Linked DNA regions of Mus musculus: all the other regions are linked to region 4. A link is a contact called in public ChIA-PET and HiChIP or PLAC-seq data. All regions are on one chromosome and are shown on one strand. The core of a region is the stretch at or near the end of the contact, and the rest is flanking DNA. Distances in the headings are between cores, read along the strand shown.

What was found. ChIA-PET counts read pairs in DNA pulled down with a chosen protein or histone mark. HiChIP or PLAC-seq counts read pairs in DNA pulled down with a chosen protein or histone mark.
Region 1: an RNA polymerase II ChIA-PET map of memory CD8 T cells shows a contact between it and region 4, with 400 read pairs. The contact joins the enhancer-like site here to the promoter of Fbxl22 in region 4. A contact is called at or near these places in 16 of 39 promoter capture datasets (3T3-L1-derived adipocytes, the C10 cell line, the HPC-7 cell line and 11 more), 1 of 15 datasets of contacts at CTCF or cohesin (pro-B cells), 13 of 484 Hi-C or Micro-C datasets (B cells, CD8 T cells, the G1E-ER4 cell line and 5 more), 12 of 115 datasets of contacts at active chromatin or transcription factors (the 230-238 cell line, CD8 T cells, the SCID.adh cell line and 7 more) and 1 of 9 other capture datasets (adipose tissue).
Region 2: a contact with region 4 is called in an H3K27ac HiChIP or PLAC-seq map of SST interneurons, with 3 times the contacts expected there. The contact joins the enhancer-like site here to the promoter of Fbxl22 in region 4. A contact is called at or near these places in 9 of 39 promoter capture datasets (the 3T3-L1 cell line, the C10 cell line, the HPC-7 cell line and 6 more), 1 of 15 datasets of contacts at CTCF or cohesin (large pre-B cells), 6 of 115 datasets of contacts at active chromatin or transcription factors (the 230-238 cell line, SST interneurons, bone marrow-derived macrophages and 3 more) and 3 of 9 other capture datasets (adipose tissue, embryonic stem cells and liver).
Region 3: an H3K4me3 HiChIP or PLAC-seq map of bone marrow-derived macrophages shows a contact between it and region 4, with 2.2 times the contacts expected there. The contact joins the enhancer-like site here to the promoter of Fbxl22 in region 4. A contact is called at or near these places in 8 of 39 promoter capture datasets (embryonic stem cells, fetal liver, frontonasal cranial neural crest and 5 more), 1 of 484 Hi-C or Micro-C datasets (nephron progenitors), 2 of 115 datasets of contacts at active chromatin or transcription factors (bone marrow-derived macrophages and embryonic stem cells) and 1 of 9 other capture datasets (adipose tissue).

What each region holds. Positions count from the first base shown.
Region 1 is chr9:66,280,137-66,282,836 of GRCm38.p6, forward strand. No RefSeq gene overlaps it. Among named protein-coding and RNA genes, the nearest start is that of Gm39364, 20 kb to the right of the region's middle. Within about 2 kb of position 1,450, at least 72 of the 459 cell types and tissues checked have an H3K27ac peak or open chromatin away from gene starts, as enhancers often do. A contact at or near this core is called in the 230-238 cell line, B cells, CD8 T cells and 7 more, where this site is marked.
Region 2 is chr9:66,747,141-66,749,840 of GRCm38.p6, forward strand. It overlaps Car12 (carbonic anhydrase 12), which reads left to right. Exons shown (of 11, transcript NM_178396.5): 4 at 436-581. Among named protein-coding and RNA genes, the nearest start is that of Car12, 35 kb to the left of the region's middle. Within about 2 kb of position 1,356, at least 13 of the 459 cell types and tissues checked have an H3K27ac peak or open chromatin away from gene starts, as enhancers often do. A contact at or near this core is called in SST interneurons and forebrain, where this site is marked.
Region 3 is chr9:66,382,253-66,384,952 of GRCm38.p6, forward strand. All of the region lies in intron 3 of Herc1 (HECT and RLD domain containing E3 ubiquitin protein ligase family member 1), which reads left to right. Among named protein-coding and RNA genes, the nearest start is that of Gm30447, 30 kb to the left of the region's middle. Within about 2 kb of position 1,304, at least 1 of the 459 cell types and tissues checked has an H3K27ac peak or open chromatin away from gene starts, as enhancers often do. A contact at or near this core is called in bone marrow-derived macrophages, where this site is marked.
Region 4 is chr9:66,513,309-66,516,008 of GRCm38.p6, forward strand. Fbxl22 (F-box and leucine-rich repeat protein 22) reads right to left here and starts at 1,285. Exons shown (of 2, transcript NM_175206.4): 1 at 911-1,285. The coding sequence starts at 1,245. It overlaps Usp3 (ubiquitin specific peptidase 3), which reads right to left. Exons shown (of 15, transcript NM_144937.4): 15 at 1,331-2,700.

The DNA of each region.
Region 1 (2,700 bases), core at 200-2,699, 230 kb before region 4:
AAGTTGACAGGATCCAGAATCCCCTCCAGACAAATATCTGGGCGTGTCAGTGAGGGAGATTCTAGTTTAGGTTAACTAAGCTGGAGAATCCCACTGCAGCTGTGGATGCTATTCATGGGGCTAGGGTTCTGGACTACATAACAAACAGAGATCTAGTTGAACCCCAGCATCTGTCTGCCTCTGCTTCCACACAGCAGACACAGTGTGGCCAGCCACTTCACACTCCTGCTTGTATGCCTTTGCCACGATGCACTGTATCCCAACTGTAAGTCAAAATAGACCTTCTTCTATTTCTTCTCCTTCCTTTTTCTTTTTTTTCTTTTGAGACAGGGTCTCACTAGGTAGCCCTGGCAGGCAGGTCTGGAATTAATTCACAATATAGACCAAGCTGCTCCCAGACTCACAGAGGTGTGAGCCACCATGCCTCCTAGCTTTAAGTTGCTTCTGACCAGGTGTTAGGTCTCAGCAATGAGAAAAGTAATTTGCATATGTCTTTACAGGAAGTGAGCACAGACATTCTGAAACCACAGCAAAGCCTTTCTTGGTCTGCATGCACATCCCTAGATCGAGGGGGGTGGGGGGACCAGGATAAATTGTGATTGTCTATACCTAAGGCTTAGTGCCTTAGAGCCTAGGGCACAATTGGTTTTCCCCCAAACTGCTAGGAGGCAGCTGAGGTCTCTACTGAGAGAAGGGCACTGATGGAGGGGTGTAGTGCCTCTCTCCATGCCCACTGCTGGGTGATGGTAGGCAATGTCTCTTACCCCCTCCTCACTGGACACTGGCCCAGGAGGTGGGCTTTCCTGCTCCTCCAAAGCCTGTAGGTACTTACCTCTTTTCCCTAGAAAGTGTCTCCCAGCAGGATGTGCTGGCATGTGTCTTTAATGTCAGTACTTAGGAGGCAGAGGCAGGTGGATCTCTGTGAGTTCAAGATCAGCCTGGTCTAGATAGTATGTTCTGGCAAGGGCTACATAGACCGGTTTCAAGGGGGAAAAAAAAAAGAAAAAAGAAAATATGAAAATGTCTTCTAGCCTAGGTCCACGGTACTGATCTGAAAACCCTGGCCTGAGAGTCAGGTTAGGTCTCAGAGTTTGAATGACATTTCTGACATCTTCTTAGCTGGGTGATTATTTATTTATTTATTTACCAAGGTATTGGGCCTCAGCTTTCCCATTTGTAAAACGGGGGCATGCCAATATCTTCCCCGCAGGGCTCCTATGACTATTCGGTTGGATTAGCTAAAGCATGGCGGCACTTAGTGTACTGCACTCAGAAAGTGGCTTCTGTCCTAACAACTGTGCTTTATGGACTAGCGTAAAACATAAATTCATCAGTGAGTAGGCTGGATGGAGCAAATGGAAGAAGGAGATGGAGTTCCCATGGTGTTGTTTGCTGCCTCTGCCAACCACTCTGGTGACATGTGATATGTGATGAGCAAGGCCCTTGACGTGACATGCCTCTTGTTTCTCGTCCTTTGGTTTTCCCCAGTGCATGCTGGGGGCCGGCCCACATCCTGAACATTCTGTGAAGCTCGGTTGGTTAAGAAACCTCACTGCCCAGCTGCAAAGCACCTTCGCTTTCCGCCTGTCTGGCCCCTTCAGCTGCCTACGGCCAAATGCAAAGGAGCCTTGCTAGAGAGCAGCAGCAGCTGCTGCCTTCTTGCCGGTCTGCCTGTGCCTCTCCACTCCCCCCGCCCCCACCCTGTGGTTTGCATTCTAGAAGCATCTGCCTCACACCAGGTCTTTATTGCCTTCTGTTCTCACAGCCATCTTGAGAAAGCTTAGGAAACTAAGGCTTCCAGGGGGGTTGGCATTTGTTTTGTTTGCATTCAGAGACAAGGGCTCACTATGTAGCCCAGGCTGGCCTTGAACTTGCAACCCTCCTGCCTCAGCCTCCCCTGAGCTGGGAACCCAGGTGTATACCATGCCCAAATATTTCTGTCTTTTTGCTTTCTAGATGTCATATATGAGCAGCTTCTGTCATGATGTCTCACCACAGACCCCCAAGGCAGCAGAGGCAAGCAGCCATGGACCTAAACCTCCCAGACTGTGAGCCCAAATAATCCTTTCTTCTTTTTCTGTTGATTATCATAGGCCTTCTGTCACAGCAGTGGAAAGTTGGTAGTCTGAGGTCTTTCGTAGGCCCCAGCACTGCATAAACCATACACGCTGGTGCATGCCTGCAATCCTAGCACTCTGGAGCCAGAAACAAGAGGACCAGGAATTCAAGGTTATCTTTTGCTGCATAGTGAGTTGTGAATTTAGGCTAGCCTGAGCTATATTACTGTTTTAAAACAAAAGCAAACAGGTGACTGGAGAGATGGCTCAGCAGTTAAGAGCACTGACTACTCTTCCAAAGGTCCTGAGTTCAATTTCCAGCAACCACATGGTGGCTTATAGCCATCTGTAATGGGATTTGGTGCCTTCTTTTGGTGTCTGAAGACAGCCACAGTGTACCCATAGAAATAAAATAAATACACCTTAAAAAAAAAAACCCACTGTTCTCATTTTTAAAAAGTGAAAAAAAAAAAACAACAGAAATCAAACTAACACATCTGCATCTCCCCCCACCTCAACCCCCCAATGTGTATTGCTGTTTTGTCTGCACATAAGTGTGCACCATGTGCATGCAGTTTCCACAGAAGCCAGAAGAGGGCATCAGACCACCTGGACTTACAGACAGTAGTGAGAGCTACAAGGA
Region 2 (2,700 bases), core at 106-2,605, 230 kb after region 4:
CATCAGACTGGGTAAGAATTTTAACTACCTTGAGTTGTCATTTGGAAGAGGGACCTATTGATATACTACAGATTGGGTATATCAGAGTCTCTTGTATAGTAGTGCTTCTTAAATAGCAATTATTGCAATTCTCCAATTGGAAAAGTTCTTCACTGAAGGTTCTAGTATCAGACAGGAGCCCGATATACTGATTAGTAAAGAAACATCCATCATTGGCTTAGAGTTGGTGCTTTGCAGGGAGACCCATGAAGGTGTTGGTGCCACTACAGTTACACTAGGGAAAGAGGGCAGGTGCCACATCTGCAAGCATCATTGCTCAGGTCTGCTCCGTGGTCCTGCAGCCACCTGTGCCTGTGCAGTGGCTGCCTGCAGGCCTGCTTTCTAGCAGGGTTCATCTGGCCAGGGCCCTGAAGGTTGTTTCTCCGTTCCTCACAGTGAGACTGAATCTGAACTCAGACATGTACATCCAGGGTCTCCAGCCTCACCACTACAGAGCAGAGCAGCTGCACTTGCACTGGGGGAACCGCAATGACCCCCATGGCTCTGAACACACCGTGAGTGGGAAGCACTTTGCTGCCGAGGTGAGTGAATGGCCAGTATGGTAGAGAGGACCTGGCACTGGGTCCCCCTTCCACAGCCACTGGGATAGAGTAGCCTTCATAGTCTTTGTCTCCACTCTTCTGTCTACAGAACAGGACGGTCTCACTCCCCTGCCCTTATCCAGGTCCTTGTCCGCTCCTCTGCTGGACCACGCTGAGTTTGCCTGTTTCTTTTACTGTATGATGCTGTTGGGAAGGCTGGCCTTGCAGATGACATGGTGGGGTGCATCTAGACATCCCCTTCCCTTGTGCAGATGAAGACCTCACAGCTTGCCTGGCTGCTGCAGCTCATTGCTTAATCGTATCTGCTTCTCTTTGCTTCTCAGTCTTCACACATCACGCTTGCTTACAAATGCCTTTCCCACATCACTGGACTTAGGAACACAAGGACACGGACCCAGACCCACTCTTGCAGTTTCCCATAGATTAAGAGGTGGAGGGCATTGTGATGATTAGAGATTCTCTGAAAATGGTTTGGGATGTGGGTGCAGCACTGTGTCATGCCGCCTTGAGATTCTAACCTAAAATGCTGAAAGAGAATGAGAAGAGAGGCAGAATGTTCTTGCTGTACCACAGGCAGGTGATGGGGTGGGATGGTGAGGGGTCCTGAGTTCTTCCACCCCGAGGTGTGAGTTGGGGATGTGGCTCTGAGCGCATACAGGGAAATAAATAGGAGGAGATGAACGCTGCTGCTCAGCCGGCAGATCCCGTGGTAAGTAATGATACAACTATTCTCTCCTCCGTTCCCAACTGCTGAACTGCTTAACGTCTCAAGCTAATTATAGGTCTCTTACGAGTGTGGAGGGGCTGTGATTCTGCCCCGGTGGAATGGTGTGACTGGAGGCGCACACATTTCGGAGTAGACCCTTCCTTCCTTGGAGCTCAAGAACTGCAATTTCTTGCAAGTTAATTGCAATGTTGAGGCTTCTGCTTCTCCCTAGGAGAACAAAGTGGCAGCTACGATGTCGGCTTGGAGAGTTTGTGCATTTAAAAATATTTCCAGGGTGCCGGAGAGACGGCTCAGCAATTAAGAGAGCGTACTGCTCTTACAGACAACCCGAGCTTGATTCCCAGAATCCATGTGGGGAGCTCATAGCTGCCTGTAGCTCTAACTCCAGGGGGTCTGATGCCTTCTTCTGGCCTCCCCAGACACCACAGTCGCATGCATGCTCTCTCTGTCTCTGTCTCTGTCTCTGTCTCTGTCTCTGTCTCTCTCTCTCTCTCACACACACACACCCACGCCCACGTTTGAGACATAATCTTACTATGTAGCCCCCATTGGCCTATATATATTACTAATTGTTACATTCTCTGCTCTTAAGCTAATCATCAGACCAAGGCTGATGGTCATGGTTGCTAATACTCAAGACAAAGCATCAGGGTGGTCCTAACTGTCAGATTCTGTGTATGGAATCTCTTTGAAGTAGTGGTTAAGGGCTGGGGATTACAGAAGAGTCTTTCTGAAGCCCCTTACCAGGGAACTCCCAGTCCTGGATTAATTTTTACCTATTTTTTATTTTGTCCGAATACATTAAAAGCAGACGCAGACCATAGGGTCAAACGTCAAGCAATAAGGATCTTGGTTAATTTAGACAAATAGACATCTACTCTGTTCTCCAAACCATTCCAAGATGGTGTGAGTTGTGTGGTAGGCCATCCTTTATATGGAAAGCTAGTGAAGCCAGAGCCCCTGAGGAAGCCTTATCACAAGGTCACTTAGAAGAAATAACATGAAAGCCAGGCATGGTACTGTATTCTGTAATCCTAGCTCTCAAGAGGCCGAGGCAGGACAGTTTCAAACCCATGGCCAGCTTAAGCTAGATGGTAAGATTCTGCCCACCACCCTCAAAACGACCCTGGTTCACTTCCCAGCCCTCACCTGGCAGTTCACAACCATCTGTAGCTCCAACCAGCATCCTCTTCTGATTTCCACTGTAACCAGGCGCGCACATGGTACACAGGAAGATAGGCTTGTTGGCAAAACATCCATACACATAAAATAAAGTGAAATGGAAAACAGCAAAGGCCACATAATAACATTGAAAATAGACCTAATGCTGAATTTCCTTTAAAGAGGGAGATGATGAGTGACTGGAAGAAA
Region 3 (2,700 bases), core at 54-2,553, 130 kb before region 4:
CAGTCTTCCACTAGCAGCCTTTGGATGAAGACATAGAACTCTCAGCTCTGCCTGCACCATGACAGCCTGGATGCTGCCATGTCCCACCTTGATAATAATGGACTGAACCTCTGAACCTGTAAGCTAGCCCCAAATAAATGTTGTTTTTTATAAGACTTGTCTTGGTCATAGTGTCTGGTCACAGCAGTAAAACTCTAAGACACCCCCCTCACCCCCATTTCTTCCTGTCTTCCCTCCTCCTCTTCTCTATGTTCTCTCCTTTCCTTCTTCTCCCACTCTTCTCACCTTGTGTTTCTTTTCTTTTTTCTTTTTCTTTCATGGTCTATCACTCAGGCTGACTTTAACCTCATGCTCTGTGCCTTGAGTCTTGGAATTAGTCAGGCATCATTATGACCAAGTATTCAAGTTCATCAGAACTCTGTTATTAACTTTTCTGTGAAATTAGTTTTTCTGAAACTTCAGAATGGATTGGGTTTCAAGGTAGCATGTTGTGTGATTCTTTTTTCTTTCTTTCGATTTCTTTTCTACTATTCTTGTATGATATTTGAAAAAATCATTTCCCCAGGCTTTTCTTCTCACTTTTATCTTCTCCTTCTCCATCTCTTCTCTCCACTGTTCCTATCCCTGTACTTTTGAATCTACTCTAGTAGTTTGTCCTTTGCATTGGGCTCCTTCCTGGGAGGGAATCCTGACTGGTTCGTTTTTTTTTTTTTTTTTAATTACAGGAGCTAGATAACCCATGACATTTAAAATGTATTTATTGTCCTGGAGCCCTTGGCCTTGTTTGTTGTGGGAAAGGGCAGAACTTCTCCAAGGTGTGACTAGTTTTCTTAGATTGACCTATTCTTTTAATGAGTACCCAACTGGCTGTTGTAGGATTCTATTGTTCAGCTGTCTGCCAGGCCTTCATTGCTTTCTGCTGTACTGGAATCGAACATAAATAAACAAAATCTCAAAAAAAATATCTAAAGAAATAAAACAAATGTCCTCATAATTGGAGAAGGAAAACCATTTCAATAAATGGCAGTGATTCTGTAATGGTAATGCTGTGTGTATTTGGTGGTGCACTGCGATCACCTACTTTGTGGTTCTTGGAGCTACATGTACGTAGTTTGTTATGAATGTTAAATGGAGCTCGAGTCTCAGAGTTGGAGAGTTGAGAACCGTGGTGCTCTGGTTCTGCCATCTGAGTTTTACAGAATCCTGCTTAGCAACCACCTTCCAGCTTTACGTTTACTGTAAAACTGTGCTTTTAAATCTCATTAGTATTGTTTTCTTTTTCCTCTTTTTTCTTTTTTTTTTCTTTTTTGAGAAAAGAGGAAGGACCTTGTTACAATACTAGGTCTATGAATGATAAATTTCACTGTCTTGCTACACCACCATCCTCCTTTCGTCATCAGTGAAGTTCCAGATTCATTGACAGGTAGTTCTGTGTCCTGATGTTCACTAGGAAAACCTTGTCAGACATACTTACTCTATTACTTTGCATTATAGTTAAAGGTTCTGAGTAAAATTCTTCTGTCTCTTCCTGTTTAATATGCTGACAAAACATTACCTCTTTAAGATTTTTCTGTTTTACTTATGTTAAAAAAAAACCTTTAAACCACAAATTGACAATAATTACAGTCATAGTTTTTTTTTCTTCTTAAATATTTATTTATTTATTCATTTATTGAATGTATGAGTACACCTTTGCTCTCTTCAGACACACCAGAAGAGGGCATTGGATCTCATTATAGATGGTTGTGAGCCAGCATGTGTTTGCTGGGAATTGAACACAGAACCTCTGGGAGAGCAGCCAGTGCTCTTAACCGCTGACCATCTCTCCAGCCCCCAGTCATAGTTTTAATATGTTGATTGTATTGAGGTTTTGTGTGTTAATAAAAAGCAGTTGTGTAAAACTTAGTTGATATCAGAAAATATGGAAAGTCAATAACAAGGATTAATTTTAGCTCTACTTGATAGAATATGTGAAGTTAAAATGGCATTCCTCTTTCCTGTAACATCAACTTGTAAAATACTTTGAACCTTAATATTAAGTGTTAGTGTGTTTGCAGTGAGACTAATACTCTGATATAGATCCCTTCCTTAGTTCAAGGAGTCAGAGTGTCACCTTGGTTCCTATGCTTTGGGATAAAATATAGTAACATATTATATAATTTTGAGACAAGACCTCAATGTGTAGCCCTGGCTGTCCTGGAACTCACCTACTTCTGACTCCCAAGTGCTGGGATTAAAGAGATACACCACCATGCCTGGTCAGTAAATGAGCTATATAACAAAGATAAGTGATTTAAATATTTATTAGAAAAAAGTAGTTAATTGTGATTTAACATTACATGGAATATTGTCTATGTAAGCATCAAGAGTAGGCATAAAATTTTGCGTTATTGTTTTGACATTTGTCAGTTCTTAATTACTATTAAAGAATGTGCATATGAAAAGAGGTAACATTTATTATGTAAAGGTAACAAGATTATTAGTGATGTTTTCTTCCTACTTTGTCTTTATGAACTTTGTATGTGAAAACATTTTATTTAATAAAGTGGCTTGATTATGTATGTCCTTCCCACCTTAGCTATTTACTCTGTGCTAATTAATATTTTAGCTATCTGTATTTAAAGCTAGATGTGAGTAGCTTAGAGTATTAGAAGTTAAGACAGTAATTTCAGAGAATATGTAAAACTAGACTAAATGTAT
Region 4 (2,700 bases), core at 35-2,534:
AACTTGGGAAGAGAACAAGTGAAAGGCAGGCCCCTGTAATTACTTTCTGTGGTGAGGCCAGCCCACAGTGGTACTAACCCTAGATGGCAGCAGCTAGCAACCACCCATGCTTCTTAGCTAGCAGGGAGCTCTTTCTCCTCAGCAGCTGGCACAGCCATGTTGGCCATAGCTTCCCTGCACAGGAAGGTGTGACTGACCCATTTTGTGGCTCAGCCTGTGCAAGGGATTGGGGGGAGGAGGGAGGGATGTGTGGCATCAAAAGATCAAATAGGGGATTTTTCAGGGCATCCCCTATTACGGTTTATCTCAAATTCAAATATAACTGGGTGGTGTGTATCTTACTTGCTAAGATCTGGCAGTCCTACACTGGCACAGCACACTATGTCTCAGAGTATCCCTTATGCCCTGACAGTTGAAATCCATCCCTGAGTGCTGTGCAGGACAAGTGTGTTCCCCAGAGGAGACGCTCACTGCTACTTTGCATAGGCTTTGCTTCAGCTTACCTGAGCACCCTAGCTCTCCTTCCTTAGCAGCAGTTCTCAGGCCTCGGTAACTGCATTCTTGTTTGAGGAATGGTGTTTATTTTTGGCCAAATTAGAGGCCTGAGCCAACTGATGCCTTTGGGAGCCTGACCTTGAAAATCCAGGCTCAGCTGAACCCAACCAGGCCTTAATGGCTGCCAGTGAAGACAGCTGCTCCAAGGAGCCGCTGAACCCAGCTGAACTCAACTTCATTTGCCACAGCAGCATTTTTAGGAGCTGAGAGTGAGCCGATTTAACCCAACTCTTTGGGCACTGGTTGTCTGCCTTGGTCTCAATCTGAGCCATATTGCTCTTGGAATGTGTGCTTCCCAGCCCTCCCTGGAGCCAGGGCCAACAAAGCCACAGTGCTCAGGGGCAAGGTGGCCTACCTGTTGCACACCTGCAGGAGGAAATCATTAACCAGGCTCTCGTGCTGGCTGCAGATGCTCCTCTGGAGGGCGCTCTTGAGCCAGTCCTCGATGCTGCACACCTGCACACGGCTGGAATGCCAACAGATGGACAGGCTGCGCAGCGCAGGGCTCAGCCGGAAGTTGTCTTTCTTGAGCTCTGCGAGAGAATGGAAGTGCAGCAGGGGCCAGAGGGTGGGGTCCTCAAACACATCTCGGAGCTGGGAGCAAGTCCTGGAGAGGCTCCTCCGGCTGTCCTTGTCCAGGAAGGAGAAGAGACACAGCAGACACTCCCGATTGAGCTGGGTTATGTGCATGGTGAGTGGTGGCCGCACGTGAATGCCCAGAAAGGGTCTGACCTGCCTCCTGCTTCCTCCCCAGATCAGGACTGGTGGACATATATGGTTGAGGAATGGTGTTTATTTTTGGCCAACAACTGGTGCTGAAGCTCGGGGTGGGGAGGGCGGGTGTCAGGATCCAGACTTACTCGAAGCCATCTGTGGTTCGGCTTATGTTCAGAGGGCCTGAAAGTCCTGGCAGAAGAGCAGCCCATTGAAGTTACAAGTTTTCCTTAAAAGGGATTTCTTTTCCTCTGAGCTGATAAGTGTTGAGCACAGGGCTCTTGGCTTTTACTAAGGTGTTTTCATTGGAGGTAATTAGCGACAACAGCCCTTCCTGGGCTTGCAGCCTTTCTCCTAGCAGGACAGTGAGTATTAGCTGTTAGGTATCAGAGTGTGTCGGTGCGGCTCCTCTGCTCACCCTTGCTAGGAAGAGGTCATTTTTACCATGCCCCAAACTGTGAGTGGAATCTGAGGATCATGCTTGGTACTTTAGCTCAGGACACTAATGGCTACCTTGCAAAGATGAGCTATCTTTAAACCCCAATGGCAAGGCCCAAATGGCTCCATTTTTACCCTAAACTGTCATAAGATTCATCTGAAATGTTATTTTAAAAGCTAGCACGTGTGTGTGAGACAGACAGACTGGTGCATGTGTTCTTTTTCGTGGGTGATTTGCAGAGTTTCATTATCTGTCCTAGATAGCATTCCCCAATATGTGAGGGTGGGCAGTTTCTATTTTTGAACACTTAATTGAAGTGTAAATAACTGGAAGTGAACTGCAAGTCTGATGGGTTTCAATGCTTGCACACAGCCCCCAGCTGCCCTGCTTTTTAGGAAGCTGTGCTGCAGATCTGGAAGTATGAAGCTGCTCTAAGTGCATACAACTTGGTGGAAACCTAAGACTACTACAGCTTCCCCTGAAAGAACTCCACAGAACCCCTTAATGACTACTCCCCTTTCCTCCTGCCCATGTAGGCTACAAGACTGGCCCCTGATGGCTGTTGCTCTGCCATTTCTTCTTCCTTCCTCTCCTCCTCCTCTTTTTTTTTTTTTTTTTTTTTTTTGGCTTTTTGAGACAGGGTTTCTCTGTATATCCCTGGCTGTCCTGGAACTCACTTTGTAGACCAGGCTGGCCTCGAACTCAGAAATCCGCCTGCCTCTGCCTCCTGAGTGCTGGAACTAAAGGCGAGCGCCACCACTGCCCGGCTTGCTCTGCCTGGAAACAATCCACAGAAGAGCCCAGCTGGTGAGGCGGGACTAGGATGTGATTCGTCTGCAGCCAGAATGAATGGTAACGTGCACAATGACATCTTGGCATCATACAGACTACTAAGTCTTAATGGCCAATGATCTTGGCATGGCCACCACTCCCTTGAGGGCTACTGCCCAGTGGTGACAGTCACACACACATGTGCCTCCTCTTTCCTGTGC